Regions from separate parts of the Mus musculus genome. Here region 1 is linked to region 2. The links are chromatin contacts, called in public promoter capture Hi-C maps. All regions are on one chromosome and are shown on one strand. Each heading gives the region's core, a stretch centred on a gene start, on an enhancer-like site or on the middle of the called end of the contact. The rest is flanking DNA. Distances are from core to core; before and after follow the strand shown.

Region 1 (5,389 bases), core at 572-3,071, 120 kb after region 2:
GAACTGGAAGAATGCAGCCCATCTCTGCTACTTAGTACTTACTCTGGGGGAGAATGGGTGCCCCAGCTACGATCCACAAGTCAGTACTTCTTACTCTTTACCCCATAAAGTGCAGGGTGTACCTTCCCAGAGGGCAAGTTGAGGGCTCAGCCGTGGCTCCAGCCTGTGACAGCCTGCCTAACACTCCCACCCCTCCCCAGTACAGGTTTGGTCCTCCCACTGGGGGGCGGGGCAGTGGGAATTGACCCTAGAGAGTGGGTCAGCATCTCCCTCTGAGATGAGATAGACTCTGAGAGGATAGTCTTGTAATAATAGCTGCAAAGCATTTTGCAAACAAGAGAGAAAATGTCCAACAATGGCTGTGGAGTGCTCTGTAAACACCCAGTGGGATACCGATGATGGATTATCCTGAGGTTGGGGCAGAGGGGCAGGGGGCAGGGAAGGCAAGGGACAGAGGAACTAGGGAGAAGTTGAGGACACACACGAAAGAGAAGACTTAGAAATCTGATGCTTTCTCTAGGCATAGATGAGGCCAGACTTAGAGTCATAGATATCCTAACTCCTTTGAAGCTGCAGGCTATGAACATTGGAAGCAAAAGTTAACAGTATATATGTAGGAATTCTCAAAGTTGCTGTTTGTAGGAAATGGGAAATTCTTTCCTAATCTCAGAGACAGGCACCTAACTCCTCCTTAACACCCTATGCCCTACTTTAAACATGTTTCTTTCAAATGGGAATACATTGCCACAGGATGGATATTCCTAGAAACTATGGCAAGTTACAGCCACCCACATGCCTGGAAGGAAAATGGGGCCCTGACTTCTTGAAGCTAATACAATTAAAGGTAGGGACTCAACCTACCCCTACCTGTCTATTCATCCTGTGGAACTCACCCATAAGGCTCGGCAAATCACAGGAAGCAAATGTGGACCGGAAGAAGGACAGGAGGAGGAGAAAAGGAGAGAGGAAGAGAAGAAAACCAGGTCATGCCAGCAGCACCCTTCTGGGCACCGTGAAGAGTAGGGTTTGTCTCTTGACCTTTGAGAAACAATCCCAAGTAGCTGATGCCGCATTGCCAATTTGCACTTTGAGGGTCACACAGGCCCTAACCTGCTGTGGGTGAGTCCTTCCATCTTTCATCTGTTGGTGGAGAACAGAGTCAGAGACAAAGCCCATGCTGGAGGGACATTAGCTCCATGCTCGGGTGTCTACTTGATGTGATCTCTTCTGGACGTCTGCAGCTCAAACCTTCACCTTCTGTCTGCTATATACTGACTGCCCCCCACCCCCACCCCCCGGGCAAGTGCTGAACACACAGGCTTGGGAGAAAAATTGGAGCAAAATCTCTTTCCAAAGGTGCATTGACCCAGCTGAGAACACACAGCTCAAAGCAAATAATTCTATTAAATATGGCAGACTGCCATGAATCTGGCCTTCAGTACCCTCTCTCCACTTCTGTTGTCCTACATCACTGTGCCATGTATTCAAAGAGGGGTGACACACCATGCAGTGATCATGTCCATGCCCAAGGTAGCTAGCTATCAGGAAAAGAGCCAGAAGGAGAAGAGAATCCAAAAAGGAGAATCTTTGTGTGGGAGGGGAACAGGGTAGACACAGCCTGAACTGAATGCAAGGGACTTTTCCCTGGGCTTGGGGGGGCTTCAGGAGTGGGAATTCCACAGCCCCACCCAAACATCCCATGCTGAACTCCAGTCTCACACACAGTCAAAGTTTAGTACATTGGATTTCCTGACAGGCCACACTCAGTCTATCCCTGTGGCTGGCGCCTGGATCTGGGGAATAGGAAACAAACAAACCCCAGGGTTTTTCTGGCAACAGCTGAGCAAGCTTTAGCCCTCTGGGCTTTCTCAGGCGGCAGCAGAAGCCTGTGACAGGAGGCTGGCTGGCCAGGAGGGCCACTGCTCCTATGGTGCTCAAATGGGATTAAAGCACCTATTTTAGAAACTCAGAGAGTGTGGATCATAAGTAGTTACACAGCTAGGCCTTGGGCATATACCCTGTGAAGGCCTCCTTAACCTCTACTTCTGTGCAGGGACGCTTTAATGCCAGTGTCCATGTGGGACAAGCCTCAGGCCTATAGGGACTCTAAAACGTGACTCAGGTTCTGAAACAGCATATATGGGCAAGGATGTTCTAGATGGAAAGGAGGGAAGAAGGGAGGGAGAGATAAAACATCATCCCAGTGAAGAGGACATGTGGTGGTTTGTATACGCTTGGCCCAGTGAGGGGCGCCATTAGGAGGTGTGGCCTTGTTGGAGGAAGTGTGCCGCTGTGGGGGTGGGCTTAGGGAGCTTCTTCCTAGCTGCCTAAGGATGCCAGTCTCCTCCTTGTGGCCTTCAGATCAAGATGTAGAACCCTTTGCTTCTCCTCTAGCACTGTGTGGGCCTGGACACTACCATGCTTCCTGCCATGATGTTAACAGACTGATCCTCTGAATGTGTAAGTCAGCCCCTATGAAATGTTGTCCTTTATAAGAGTTGCCTTGATCATGGTGTCTCATCATAGCAATGGAAATCCTAATTAAGACAGGAAGGAAAGAAAAGAGGGAAGGGGAGAGGGGGAATTAGACAGGAAAGTTGAAGAACAGATGACTAAAGAGAGTATCTTCGGCTTTTTGTCAAGAGCTAATACTCAGAGGCCTCACATACTATAAGTAGGCATGGTCCTGCCACTCTATTTCCTCTGAGAACCAGAAGTTCTTCCCTCAGAAAGTCCCACAGTCTCAACTACCTACTACTCCTGCTCCTACCTGGCCTGTCACTGTTGAGTCAGTGTTAGAGGTCAGCCCAGGGTAAGGAGCAACTGAGGGATGGTTTGTAGAAATGGCTTGAAAAACAGGCATCATTTGCTAACTACTGATCTTGTGACTTTTGGCCCTGACCCAACCCTTTCTGGCTGTTATGTGAAGCTTATTCTCAACAGAATGTGTTAGCAACAGAGCCAAGAAGAGTCCAGGACCCAAACATGCTGTCTTCCCAGCATGTCTGGTCTCCAAAGCTTTAGGGGCAACTACGTGTCATTGCCCTGAAGTGTAGCCACTAGAAGAATGCTTCCCAGCCTCTATCACTGTTGTGAGCAGACCTTCCAGAATATGATGAGAACAGGCTTCCATGCAGAGTGCAGGATCCACCATAAAGCCCCGGAAGAATACTTGTGCCTCAGCAACGATTCTGTCCTAGACAACTGTGCTCTGCAGCTTGGGCCTTTGCAAGTACCATGGTAACAAACCCCACAACTTCCTTTGTCCCAGCCAGACCCTCCCAGATAAGGTGTTCAATGGATGCTCAGAATATGGTTCAGTAAATCCCGCCATCACCGTGTCTCCTGTGGTGACACGCCAGAGCTCTCCAGGCTTTAGGTTAGCAGCCATTAGCTTGGCTGCACCCATAGAGTCCTGATGAATGAACAAGCAAAAGCCTTGCTGGATTCTGCCCCATGGTGCCCTCTCTTCCCTCCACCTGGCTGTCTGACAGCTCTGCAGCTCCTCCCTCCTTCCCACATGTGGGCTCACGGGTGGTGGGGCGCCTGGAGACTACTACAGCAAAGGTGGACCTAAAAGCAAGCAGTGAAGGACGAGCATCTTCATGAACCTTCAGAGGAAATCAAGGTCTAGAGAAGAAGACACATGACCTGAGAGTGCCACTCCCAGGAAGGCCAGTGACCTAACCCTGCCCTCCCCCACACCACACTGCTGCCCTCTGGGTCATTCCATCTGTAGCGCTCTGCACACAACATGAACTCAATCTACACTGACCCATGGGGCTCCACAAAGATCTGAACCTTCTCCAAGTGTCTCCTGGGGCACCCAGGAGGGTGATACAGATTTGACTGGACTCTGTCCCTAGTCACAGTGATACTGGTCTAAGAGAGTTATCTCCGCAGCACGAGAGGTTAGCAAGAACACACCTGTACACATGTGTACAAAACTGTGCATGCACATGTAACTAACATGGATGTGTACCTGTGGGAAAGAGCACCACGTCGCATAACCACGACTCCAATAATTCCCTGGAAAATTCTCCAAAGGAAAAATATTTATTTTAAATATCTTCATGGCAAAATACTGAAAATGACCTAACTGCTCAGTGATCAGGAGGAAGAAAAAGAAATTTCAGTCAAGAAATAAAAATTGGAGTAGTGTTAAGAAAAATAAGTTATATTAGAAATATTAAGATTTCCTTCCTCAAACATGATTTAAAGTAATTAAATGGGCAAGCAACTCAATAAGTCTTCTTAGCATGCGAAGGATGGGAGATGTCTACTCCACCCTGCCCCCATTTAATAATTCCTTGGATAGTCACGTCTCAAAATAGATGGAAGGAGCCAGTCGTGATGGTGCACACCTGTAATCCCAGCACTCGGGAGGTGGAGACAGCTTCCAGAAGCTATATCTCAATTGAAACATCCTACCATACAAGAGACTCTGTCTCAAAGGACAAGTAAATGGGGGCCAGTGATGTGGCTCAGCTAGTAAAGTCACTTTCTGACCTGATCCTTGGAGCCCACATGGTAGGAGCGAACCAGTTCCTGAAAGCTGTCCTCTGACTACCTCAGGAGTGCCATGGTGCACCCATGAAAGGACAAGAGAACAAAACAAAACAAAAAACAAATAAAAGGGTGACTAAACATCTCCCACAAAGTCCCTTCTCCTCAGGGCCAGGATTCTCCTGTCAAGAGCAGTAGCCTCACCTGGCTCAAGTATCTACCATTGCATCGTGTTTTCTGCAGAGGGAGAAGGAAAGCTCTCTCTCCAGGGCACAGTCCCAGCAAATGTGAGCATGACATATAGCTTATCCAAGGATGCTGCCACCCACACAGTGGACAAAGTCCAGCACTGGTCCTGTTTCCTCCGGTCACTGGTTTCTGTGCCAGTGTTCCTTCCCAGCCTCCTCCCAGCCTACCTCCATCTTTTTGGGGTGCCCTGGGGAGAAGGCGAGAAAAGCATCCGGGGCATAATGAAGCCTGTGACAGGAAGCATGTGACAGGAGGTGTGGCTCAGCCCAGGGGGATAGCGACTTGGTAATACCATATCTCAAGTATAAATGGTGTGTGCAATCGATCCAACTATGCCATTTCTAGAGATGAGTGTGCTGTGAGTGTATAGACCCTTGTGTAAATGGCTTCTGAGGAGAAGAGTCACCTTCTGCAATAGAAGGAGACTGGAAAGACAACACAAATATCCTTCCCTAGGGAACTGGTGGCTTCAGTGAGAGAACACATAGAACAGCCAGAAAGCCTGAAGAACTCTGTACTGATTTGAAAGTCTTACTAGTTCGTATGACAAAACATCAGAAGCAAAGTATAGGGCAAAACACACACACACAGAGACACACTGCCTCTCACCAAAGAGAGAGAGAGAGAGAGTGAG
Region 2 (5,279 bases), core at 1,383-3,882:
GAAACCTACAGAACTCCAAATAGACTGGACCAGAAAAGAAATTTCTCCTGTCACATAATAATCAAAACACCAAATTTACTAAACAAAGAAAGAATATTAAAAGCAGTAAGGGAAAAGGGTCAAGTAACATATAAAAGTAGACCTATCAGAATTTGACCAGACTTCTTACCAGAGACTATGAAAGCTAGAAGATCCTGGGCAGATGTCATATAGACCGTAAGAGAACACAAATGCTAGCCCAGGCTACTATACCCAGCAAAACTCTCAATTACCATAGATGGAGAAAACAAGATATTCCATGACAAAACCAAATGTACACTATATCTTTCCACAAATCCAGAATTACGAAGGATAATAGAGGGAAAATACCAACACAAGGAGGGAAACTATACTCTAGAAAAAGCAAGAAAGCAATCTTTGAACAAAAAGTAAGATAGCCACACAAGCATAATTCCACCTCTAACAACAAAAATAATAGGAAGTAACAATTATTTTCCTTAATATCTCTTAACATCAATGAACTCAATTTCCCCCAAAAGACATAGACTAACAGACTGGATACATAAACAGGGCCCAGCATTTTGCAGCATACAGGATACATACCTCAGTGACAAAGACAGACACTACCTCAGAGTAAAAGGTTGGAAAACACTGGGCGTGGTGGCACACACCTTTTATCCCAGCACTCGGGAGGCAGAGGCCACACACACATGGAAGCTGAACAACGGTCTCCTCAATGATAACTGGATCAAGAAAGAAAGAAATTTTAGAATTTAATGAAAATGAAGACACATCATACCAAAACTTATGGGACACGATGAAAGCATTTCTAAGAGGAAAACTCATAGCTCTGAGTGCCTCCAAAAAGAAACTGAAGAGAGCTTACACTAGCAGCTTGATAGCACACCTGAAAGCTCTAGAACAAAAAGAAGCAAATACAGCCAAGAGGAGTAGACTGCAGGAAATAATCAAAGTCAGGGCTGAAATCAACCAAGTGGAAACAAAAAGAACTATACACAGAATCAATAAAGCCAGGAGCTGGTTCTTTGAGAAAATCAACAAGATAGATAAACCCTTAGCCAGACTAACCAGAGGGCACAGAGACACTATCCAAATTAATAAAATCAGAAATGAAAAGGGAAACATAACAATGAAATATATCTTAAAATAATTATTCTGTTTTTTGAATATTAACAGTTGAAAATATTAAAATCATGTTCTTCAAAAAAAAAAATGAGGTAGAGATCTAAATTGGTAATTCTCAAAAGTTGAAACAAGAGCCGCTGCGCTTGCTGTCAGCTGCGGCGGGTCCGGCTGGGATCTCTGCAGGAAACTTCACTCACGCCAGTACCTCTTTCCACCCTCTGCGTGTCTTCTGCAAACGCATCTGCGGCTATAAATCCCATCCTTGTCATCCATCTGGACGTGACCTGATCCTTTGGTGCTGACTTGGAAGGAGCAGAGTTTGGTTGCTGGGACAGATAAGGGACAAGATTACAATTACCTCAAATAAACGAGCAGGTCTTAAAACGAGACACGGGGACAGTAGGGGTGGGAAGATTTGGGTTTGCAGATAAGCACAGAGTATAGCGTATACACTGACAAAAGCGGGTTTTGCAGATGTAAAAGGGACGTGGAAGGGTGTGGCCGCCGAGACGGCTGTGGCGACTGTCTAGCTGAGTGGGAGGGTTCTACTTGTGGTGTTTATAGCTTGTCAATAAAGCTTGTAACTCGGAAAAAAAAAGTTGAAACAAAAATGGCTGGGAAATACTAAAGAAATGTTCAGTATCTTTAGTCGTCTGGGACACTGGGAGGAGCACCTAAAACTAAGGGCCATTTGTGGGCTTTTATGGAAAACTGATATAGTAGAAGCTTCTAAAATACATACATATGAAAGAAATATTAATGCAATTATTAAATAGTGGGGAGAGGGACAGAGCCACATCTAGACATCTGTGATGGGTTTTATAGGCTTGGTCCAGGGAGTAGCAATATTAGAAGGTATGGCCCTGTTAGAGTAAGTGTGTCACTGTGGGCGTGGACTTTAATAGACTCATCCTAGCTGCCTGGAAGGCAGTGTTCTGCTAGCAGCCTTCGGATGAAGACATAGAACTCTCAGCTCCTCCTGCGCCATGCCTGCCTGGATGCTGCCATATCCCCCCCTCGATGGTAATGGACTGAACCTCTGAACCTGTAAGCTAGCCCCAATTAAATGTTGTCAAAAAAAAAAAAAAAAAAAAAAAAAAAAGACGGGTCTGCAGGCAAACCTGTAGAACATTTGCCCATTGTGGGCAGTATGGTCCTGGCGTCTATAAGAAATGTCCCAGCAGATAAAGGAGTTTGCCATGCAAATCTGGCAACTTGAGTTCAATCCCTAAATGCCAGTAAAGTCAAGAGTAAAGAGAATCAAGTCCACAAGGTTGTCCTCTGATCTTCACATGTATGTAGTACCATGTAAGTGCATATCCTGTTCTACAGGAGACCTGTCTCCTAAAGCAGACACTGGGGGTGTTGGTAGCAGGCTTACCTAGTCTGCATGAGACCCTGGATTCGATCCCTTGCACTGCATAACCAGGTGTGGCTTCACATGTCTGTAATGGCAGCACTTGGAAGGTAGAGCCACCAGGATCAAAGTTCAAGGTCCTCCTCTGCTCTAAATCAAGACCAGCCGGAGCTAGAGGAGACACTGTCAAAGGAGAAGGAAAGAAGAACAGAAAGACAAAAGGAAGGGACACAAAAGGAAGAAAGTGGCACCTTGAGCTAAATAAGCCAGAAAGCGTCTACAGTTTGGGGCTTATCTTCTGTACTAACAACCTAAACAGAGTCATCCATGATGAAGTTCCACAACTCCAAACTAAGAAACAACACCAGCTCCAAACTAGGAGAAAAACGAAGGGCGGTTCTCTCTACCAGTTCAGTGTAGTCACTTCCCACTGCCTTAATCATTAAACCAGGAAGGTAGTCACCTGGAGTCACGCTTGCCAACCAAACAGCTCACGCATTGTTCAATCTCTGGACCCAGTTGTGCGAGGAAAGCCACATTGTGTTTTGTCCCTGGCTTCTTCAAGTCCTTTTTTTTTGAAACTGACCTCCTCTGCCTGGCTTCCTGTAACAAACAGTCAGTGACATGTTGCTCAGTGCTAGGATGAAATGATAAAGCTAACTGAGATCTTTATTGTATATGTGTATGTATGTATTATTAGGCAGGGGTGGCTGGGTGCCAGGGGAATCAAAACTCAGGTTATCAAGCTTGATGGCAAATACGTCTACCTACTGAGCCATCCTGCCAGCTCCCATTTAAAGCCTTTAAAGATTTTTTTTTTTTAAATTCCCGTAAAGTGACTGTCTAAATGAAAATACCCTGGGACCCAGACAATCCTGAATCAACCATTGGGGGATGTCCCCAGGGAAGGTATTTTCTTGCTAAGGCCAAAGAGGTCCAGATGTACTCAAGTCATGAATAGCCTCATCTTCCCATGCCTTTAACCCCAGCACCAGGGAGGTTTATACAGTGAGTTTCAGGAGAGCTAGGACGACATAGAAAGACCCTGTCTCAAACAAAACAAAACAAAACAAAACAAAACAAAACAAACAACAACAAAAGCACCCATCCAGGCCAAAGACCAAAGATGTACAGCTAAGGTGTTCTAGCTGTGCTATCCCAGGAACACCCAGACCTCAGCTCTTTCTCAGCCTCACTTGTGGTCCATGGCCTGGCTGGATGCTGTTTCATTGCTTTCCAAGGGCTTTCTGAGACCCTTCCAATAGCTGGCTCACAACAGCACTAAGCAGCTATTGGCTAAGTGACTGCGAGAAAGGCAAATGAGTGAATTATGGCGTTCAAACCCACTTCTCATGTGGAGACTTGGTGCACCCACTCTAGATAGTTTTCAAAAATCCAAAAACTGGGTCCCAATAACATGAGTGCTATAACATTCTCCAGAATCAATCAGACTCAACCCACATGGGAGAGTTCAGAAGGATTAGGTTTAAAATTTTACGTAGAGGCTAGAGAGATAGTTCAGTGGGTAAAGGCACTTGCTGCCAAGCCTAAAGAAGGGTCTGAGCTTAATTCCTGGGACCCACATAGTGGAAGGAGAAAACCAATTTCCAAAAATTGTTCTCTAAGCTACACATGTGTAACATGGCATGTGCATACACACTCACACATACATACTACATGCTACATATACCATACACACATACATGCATACACACACATGCATACACACACACAAACATACACACATAATTCAATATTTTTATATCACATGACATGAACAGAATAAAAACAGAGTGGATCCCACATGCCTGACTAAGAATGGTGGCTCTGATCCCCCTGCCCCAGGCTGCCTTCCTCGAGGCACACCCAAGTGACTGTGACAAGTGGCGTTCACCCGATAGAGATCATCCTCTGCTGTGTCACGGGCCAGAGGCAACAAGACAAACATCACAGCTGGTGTGAGCTGTTCCCCCAGCCCTAGGCTAGTGTCCAGACTGGCAACACCTGCTGCGAGCTTTACCACATAGAACATGGCATCCACCCCAGTGGCACCCCAAATGCCAAGTGACAACACCACCACAGACATGACTCTCTGTGTAGCATGCTTAATGAGACAGGTGCTGGCAAACATGCACTAACAGCAGTGGTGACATTCACACTGATATCCCCATTAGCTCTTCCACCCCAGGTAGCTCACCAGAGCAAGGATGCTGCCAGCAGCTATTCCTAGGGGAATGGGGTGGGGGGATACACCATCAGCAAGAAGGCTGCTAACCTCATCTCAGACTGAATTCAAGCCGTCTGACCAATGCACGGGGCTCCAGGGCTCCTTGATTTGCCACAGCTTTGTGGGGAAACTGACCCTGGTTCATCTGTCTGCTAGTGGAGTAATCTCTGTGGTTACAGCAAGAAGCCAAGCTGGGGTTCTCCACTTGCTATCTCCAGGTTTCCACAGGTATTGCTAAGTCTATCCTCATCACTCACACCCTCAGAGTGCTTAGATTGTGTCTTTGTGGTAGACAAGGAACCTGGATACCAAATGTACTAACCTCAACTTGCGTGTTAGCAAGAACACATCTCCCACCACCACTCACACCAGATTTTATGGAGGCTTGAGTGTCAATCTGGCAGATTCCATGCCAACCTGAAATCCTACCCTAACATATACCTCCATGTAGACACATAGACCCCTGCCATCTCTGCTGAGAAAGTCTATCTAAGCATCAAAGAGACCTCAGAGGGAACACCAACACCTCCTGGTCAAACTATACCAATG

Evidence for each region. Capture Hi-C pulls out chosen DNA fragments and counts their contacts.
Region 1: a contact with region 2 is called in a promoter capture Hi-C map of liver. The contact joins two enhancer-like sites. A contact is called at or near these places in 2 of 39 promoter capture datasets (cranial neural crest and embryonic stem cells), 3 of 484 Hi-C or Micro-C datasets (double positive thymocytes, embryonic fibroblasts and retina), 1 of 115 datasets of contacts at active chromatin or transcription factors (embryonic stem cells) and 3 of 9 other capture datasets (adipose tissue, liver and pancreatic islet).

The regions. Positions count from the first base shown.
Region 1 is chr14:63,208,655-63,214,043 of GRCm38.p6, forward strand. All of the region lies in intron 2 of Gata4 (GATA binding protein 4), which reads right to left. Among named protein-coding and RNA genes, the nearest start is that of Neil2, 18 kb to the left of the region's middle. Within about 2 kb of position 1,822, at least 8 of the 459 cell types and tissues checked have an H3K27ac peak or open chromatin away from gene starts, as enhancers often do. A contact at or near this core is called in liver, where this site is marked.
Region 2 is chr14:63,090,854-63,096,132 of GRCm38.p6, forward strand. Gm36025 (a long non-coding RNA gene) reads right to left here. Exons shown (of 3, transcript XR_874691.2): 2 at 2,528-3,106; 3 at 1,206-1,472. It also overlaps the pseudogene Gm17941. Among named protein-coding and RNA genes, the nearest start is that of Gm23629, 6.0 kb to the right of the region's middle. Within about 2 kb of position 2,633, at least 19 of the 459 cell types and tissues checked have an H3K27ac peak or open chromatin away from gene starts, as enhancers often do. A contact at or near this core is called in liver, where this site is marked.